Linked DNA regions of Sus scrofa: region 2 is linked to region 1. A link is a contact called in public Hi-C data. All regions are on one chromosome and are shown on one strand. The core of a region is the stretch at or near the end of the contact, and the rest is flanking DNA. Distances in the headings are between cores, read along the strand shown. Region 1 holds the start of LOC100624094 (spermatogenesis- and oogenesis-specific basic helix-loop-helix-containing protein 2). Region 2 has its middle 19 kb from the start of SPG20.

Region 1 (3,059 bases), core at 345-2,844:
AGAAAGAAAACAGGAAAGAAATAGGGCAATGGGTAACAACTGATAACCTGAAACAAAGAGGAAAAAAGAAACACTTAAAACGCACACACACACAAATAGCATTCCAGAGATTATCTATTTAGGACATCAGTAAATAGCATATTTGTTATCAAAATATGATGTCAGAGTCATATATTCAATACATATTTTTGAATGTCTATTATGTTAAAAGTATTAAACTAAGGCTGAAGATACTACGGTACACAAACAGATCATCAGCAATAGTAGGAGCTAACTTCCCCTGAATGTTGATTGCAAGCCAATGCTAAGTACTTAACATACATTTCACTTAGTCCTGGCAACAACCCTATGTGTGAGATAATGGTTTCTACACCAAACTTAGACTTAAGAGGTTCATTAACTTGCCCAAGACCATGTAGTTGCTGTGTAATAAGAGCTAGGATTTGAATTTATACAGGATTTCTCTAAAGTATTGGTTCCTATACTCTGTTGCTTCAGGGAATACAGAACCTGGCCTCAGAGTGCTTACAGTTGAGTACCAGATCAAGAAATAACTGAACAGTTAAAAGAGCGTGGTGGGGCTATAATAGAGAAAAAAAGCAAGAAGTCATAGGGACAGAAGAATCTAGCTCTCCTGGAGCCTGATGGTGTGGTTGTGGGCTTCTTTTTAAAAATATTTAAAAGTTTCAAAGACTTAGTAGTAAGTTTTTTTTGTTTGTTTGTTTGTTACTTTGTTTTTTGTCTTTTTTAGGGCCGCACCGGTGGCACATGGAGGTTCCCAGGCTAAGGATCTAACTGGAGCTGCAGCTGCCAGCCTACGCTACCGCCACAGCAACGCGGGATCTGAGCCGCGTCTGCGACCTACACCACAGTTCAGGGCAACGGAGATCCTCCAGTAAAAAGTATTAATACTGAGTATTTTAAGAACTATATATAGTAGGGGCTTCATTTTTACAAAATGTCACCAAATTCTTAAGCTCTTCTAAAGGGATGAAAGAGAAGCATGATATTTCAACCTTTTGAATCTGAAACAGAAACCCTGAAATTAGTGGACCATTAACAGCAAACTGATATTTCAGCATCATGTAGTATATGCACACAGGGCACTCCATTTGGCTTGATCCTGAAGGCAGGACATCCTAGCTCAAAACCTATTCTAATAGCAAATGCAAGAGGTAAAGGAATCTTTGCTATAAAACACTGACTGCTTCTTGATGTCACTACTTTTGCCTAGGTATTAATCACACTGCAGGTGTCACATCAGCCTCAGTGGCTTTGGCCGTGAACCACGGGGCACCAACAGGCGCAGGCGCGGACGTGAACCCTACACCCGACGGGAGTGCGCCCCCCCAACTCACTTCAGGTGGATTTCTTCTAGTAACTCCAATTTAAGGCGGTCGGTGCTCACACCGTCGAAGGTGTCGCTTCGTCCCTCCTCCATAGTGTTAGATCAGAAGCCACCCACACCTTCCCTCGACCGGCTCCCAACGCTAAACCTCAGGGAACACCCAGAAGCTGGGAGAGGCCAAACTTGGTCAGGCCGTTGTCAGGGCGACCTGCCTCACGGTCGCATCCCGGCGCCTCCGGATGACGTCACAGGACGGCGGTGGGGGCGGGACACAGGCTGGGCTGCCCAGAGCGGCTTAAACGCGAGGAGGGCTGCTTGTGCTCGGGACACCTCCAAACTCCTTCGCAAGTCCTGTGGGCCGCGGCGTCCATCCTTCTCCCAAACCCGCGGAGGGGGCAAGCCTTGCCCAAGATGGCAGGGGGAGTGTGCGTGGCCTGCGTGCCTGAGGATAAGGTGTCGAGGGCTGTTGGCCTTGGCTGCTTTGCTTAAACCCCGACACATGTCCGCCGTTCACGTTGTTCATGCCCTCGTTAGGGAAGGGCTGGATCCCAGAACAGCTGTGCCTTTCTTTGCTTAAGTTAACCAAGCCCCCAGGCTTTGGCTCGGAGAGTCTGGGGAGGAGGACTCTAAAGAAGGTACTAGAATTCTGATTGTTTGAGCCTTCAGTTCAGATTGTCTTTGAATTCTGGCAAATCTGGCAGCTGTCTGCGGACCTAGCTGAAAGCTGCCCCAACTGCAACTTGAAATTTCATGATTGTATTTGTAATTGCAAACTTTGCAGTCTACTCTTGGCTTACCTGTGCTTTAGTTCCATCCGTGGCTCCGGTCCAAAGATGCAGCTCACTTTACCTCTGACTTCTCTGGTACATGTTCCATCCGTTGAACAAACTTGAGAAGTGTGAGCAATGGGACCATGTTTTCTAACAGAAATCAGCTCAAGGAGTCTGGTGGAGTTCCTTTGTTCTGTTTACTGCCTTTTTACTGCTGAGAAAAGTGACCCAGAGTGGTCAGTAAATGCTATTGGTCATGTACCTATAAAAGGAAACAAAGATTGGGGGCGGGAGCATAAAAAGCACATTTGAGTATGTGTTATTGCTGCTTACTGGAGATTCCTGGAAAACTGATAATTTATGGGGAAAATGTTAGAAACTGGAATTGAAGAAACCGCATCTAAAACTGGAGTCAGGGCAGGCCTGTAGGAGGAGCTCACACACCCTGCCATAAGTCCTCAGTTGCTCTTAACAGCGAGAAACGTCTGTCTAGGACAGGAAGGTGCCTCTCCTTTAGTATCCTGCAGGAAGAAAACTGAGTCGTCAGCCTAGTCAATGAGAAGCTTTCATACTTTATAAGACTCCCAGCTTCCTCCGCTGGACTCCCTGATTATTGCGACCCTTCTTAACCTCCTCCTTTTCTCTATAAAACAAGTTTCCAGTCCCTGTCCTCTGGATTGTTTCGTGATCCGCCATAGTTCACCTATCTCAAATTGCAGTTCCTCTGGCTATTCCTAATAAGCTTGCTTTTGCTGGTGAAATAACTGGCTATTATATTATTAAAATTGACAAAACTAACCTATGGTTGCTATACTGAACAGTTTGTATCAAATAAACTATAAAATGGTTCGCAAGATAAATGCTGGAGCTAAGGAAGTCTTCAATTAGCACTCGGGCAGTTTGCTCTTAGCTAACGAATTTGTCTTCTGAATTCCAACAGA
Region 2 (3,059 bases), core at 203-2,702, 55 kb after region 1:
CCTAGTCGGATTCGTTAACCACTGCGCCACGACAGGAACTCCAAGAGGTTATTTCTAATATGTTACTTATATGTCTTTCCTAATAGGTATGCAGACCAAAGTATTAGAACTAAAACATCTTGTAGAGTTAAATCAGTTGGTTACTATCTAACAAACGTAATGTTTAGAGAAGTCAAACTATCAATGTATTATAGATATTTGTTTTACATTTTCCAATCAGTTATTACCAAAGCTAAAATTTTAAATCTTAATACAGTGCACACAAATTTTTCAGCACAAATGTAATGATTAAAAATAAATTATAGAGTTTTTTCTTTAAATACTTCTATTTTTTTCTAAATTAAATCAGCTATTGATTTGCTTCCAAAGTCATTTGTCTTCCATCTTTTTTTCTCCCAGTGGTGAATATCTTGTCCATGTCACTGTTTATCAATATTTTAAATGGGAAGAAGCCCAGGCAGAATGAGAAAAAATTTATATTCATTCATTTAGTCACTTGAATGAAAGCTATTACAGAAGCTGTAGTAGGAATAATAATAATGGAATCATTAGGAGTACTGCAATGGAGAGTTTATCTGACACTTGTGTTTTATGCTCCTCAGGATAATCGGTACTGAGCTGCCACAGTATTAGCAGACGCCTTAGTTATATGATGGCACATAACATAATTTGTCTCCAAGTGCTACTGTGATTTCACCATAGCTAGTTTCTGTCAGCTCTGAGTTTTCATTTTCAGTCGGAACCACAACTCATCCCAGTTGTGAAGATTTCCTGGACTCTGACTTGGAACATTTCCAAACTCAAGTCACTTTCCTCCAAGAAATATGGAAGCTCTCTTTGCCCAGAGGTGGAGACATAAGGATCTAGTCTAGCACGCTTTATTTCAGGATGATCCTACCATGCCTCTGTGCTCTTACTATCCCTGCTTCTAAAGGCAGAGTAGAAAGCAAAGGATTCAGCTCTTAGGAACTACCTCTCTCCTCTGGGAAATGACTCCCTGTTCTCCCACTGTCCATTTTCCTCATGCCTCTCTCACCTTCGCTCAGTAACTCACCAGACATTCACAGACCCCTTACTGTGTGCAAGGCAGTGAACTCAGCGCTGGGGAAGAGCTGAGACACGGGTCCAGGTCTGACCCTCCATCCTCCTGCTTTGTGAAGATGTTGAGTCCTGGAAGAGCACGGCACAGGTACTCAGCCCTTAAAACCAAAGCCCCTGCCCCCTTAAATGCCTTCTTTCAGAAGGAGGATACCGTACAGAAACACATTAATAGTGATTAATAACTTTAATCAAGTCTACTGCTGTACTCACTCAAGAGTAATCCTCCCTGGGCAGGATGCTTAGGATCTCCTTCCAGAATTGAAGAAAGCAGCCACAGAAGGAAGGTGGGGGCCGCCGCTGGGGCAGTGCCTGGCGTGGGGGAGGGAAGAAGCAGGGGTGAAAAGGCTCTTTCATTCCCCCGGCAAAGGCAGCCTTGCAGCTGGGGCCACGGTCTGCTCTGCTGAGCCATGGCCTCCAGAGACAGCATGTGTTCCTCTAAAGATACGAGTCTTAGCCGCCAGCCTCTGGCAGCAGCTAGGTGATGGGAAGACAGTTAAATGCATCATTTAATTTCATAAAATGCAGGTAAATATTTTATTTTTCTTCCAAATCAAGAATATCAACTCAAAAATTTTACCTGTGATCCTTCTTCCTCAGAAGCCGGACGGTGAATTTCTGTTAACTGGCGTGTCAGTAGCTCCTCACCCCATCAGGTTCCTCATCTGTAAAATGAGAAGGTAACAGATGTTCCCAAGTTCTTTCCAAATGAAAATAAATATGATTTTTAAATCAATAGAATTTCAAGGGACTTACACCTGACTATTAAGAAAAAGACTATAAGAACTGAGAGTTTGGGGTTAGTAGATGCAAAGTATTGCTTTTGGAGTGGAGAGGCAATGAGATCCTGCTGTCTAGCACAGGGAATTACTTGCGATGAAGCCTGATGGATCATGATGGAGGATAATGTGAGAAAAAGAATGTATATGTGTATACAGCAGAAACCGACAGAACATTGTAAATCTCCTATAATAAAAATTAAAAAAAGAAAAAAGAATATAAAAAAACAATTTGTAGAGTTCCCAGTGTGGCTCAGCAGTAATGAACCAGACTAGTATCCATGAGGACACAGGTTCTATCCCGATCCTCAGGGGTTAAGGATCCAGCGTTGCTGTGAACTTAGGTGTAGGTTGTAGATGCGCGGCTCAGATCCTGCGTTGCTGTGGCACAGGCTGTGAGCTGCAGCTCTGATTCAGTCTCTAGTCTGGGAATTTCCATACGCCTTAGGTTCGGCCCTAAAATAAGTAAATGACAAAAACAAAAACCAAACCAAAACAAAAAAACCACCCCACAAAACAGACAAGCCAAAAGCTACTCCATGACATCCTTGACACTTCACATTTCCAGAAACACCATATCTTACTAAAGAGATTCCAATATCACACAAAACTTACTCAGCACATCACCCTGACTCTAGTGGCTGTGTTGTAAATTATTACTGTGGTAGGAAGATACAGAATTACCCCACAACTTCTATCAGTATCAATTGACCTAAACATTTATTTTTTCCAGATTTCTTACATTTTATGTTATTCTTTAATTAGGAGGCACAAGAGTGGCCATTCCTTTTGCAGGTGTGAATATCCTCATTTTTATTGCCGTTCGTAATGCCAAGATTGATACTTCCCATTTATTTACTCTGGCCGGGGCTATTATTTATTTAAAGAGCTGATAATGTTATATGACTCTTGTGAACTGATCTGTATCAGGGTTTTGCTGTTGTTCTAAATTTTGCTTTCCATTTAATTGCAACCTTAAGCTAATACAGATATTGCTTGTTTTTAGCTTTTCCTCTAGGTATTCAGGTCAAGAAGATAACAGATCTGTTTAAATGCTGTGAGAAAGCAGACTCCTCTGAAGAGCTTCGAAGAATAGATCCCTTCAAGGCTGAAACTGCTGTTCTCATCGGATTGGTAAATCTAGATTTGACGTTTTCGTGATTTGTGCTGGAGTTGTGTACA

Evidence for each region. Hi-C and Micro-C count contacts between places; a contact is called where the count stands out from the background.
Region 2: a contact with region 1 is called in a Hi-C map of brain, with 3 times the contacts expected there. The contact joins the enhancer-like site here to the promoter of LOC100624094 in region 1. A contact is called at or near these places in 4 of 47 Hi-C or Micro-C datasets (brain, embryonic fibroblasts, epiblast stem cells and 1 more).

Annotation. Positions count from the first base shown.
Region 1 is chr11:12,308,131-12,311,189 of Sscrofa11.1, forward strand. It overlaps LOC100624094 (spermatogenesis- and oogenesis-specific basic helix-loop-helix-containing protein 2), which reads right to left and starts at 1,595. Exons shown (of 20, transcript XM_021065387.1): 1 at 1,359-1,595. The coding sequence starts at 1,441.
Region 2 is chr11:12,363,664-12,366,722 of Sscrofa11.1, forward strand. No RefSeq gene overlaps it. Among named protein-coding and RNA genes, the nearest start is that of SPG20, 19 kb to the left of the region's middle. Within about 2 kb of position 1,453, at least 8 of the 83 cell types and tissues checked have an H3K27ac peak or open chromatin away from gene starts, as enhancers often do. A contact at or near this core is called in brain, where this site is marked.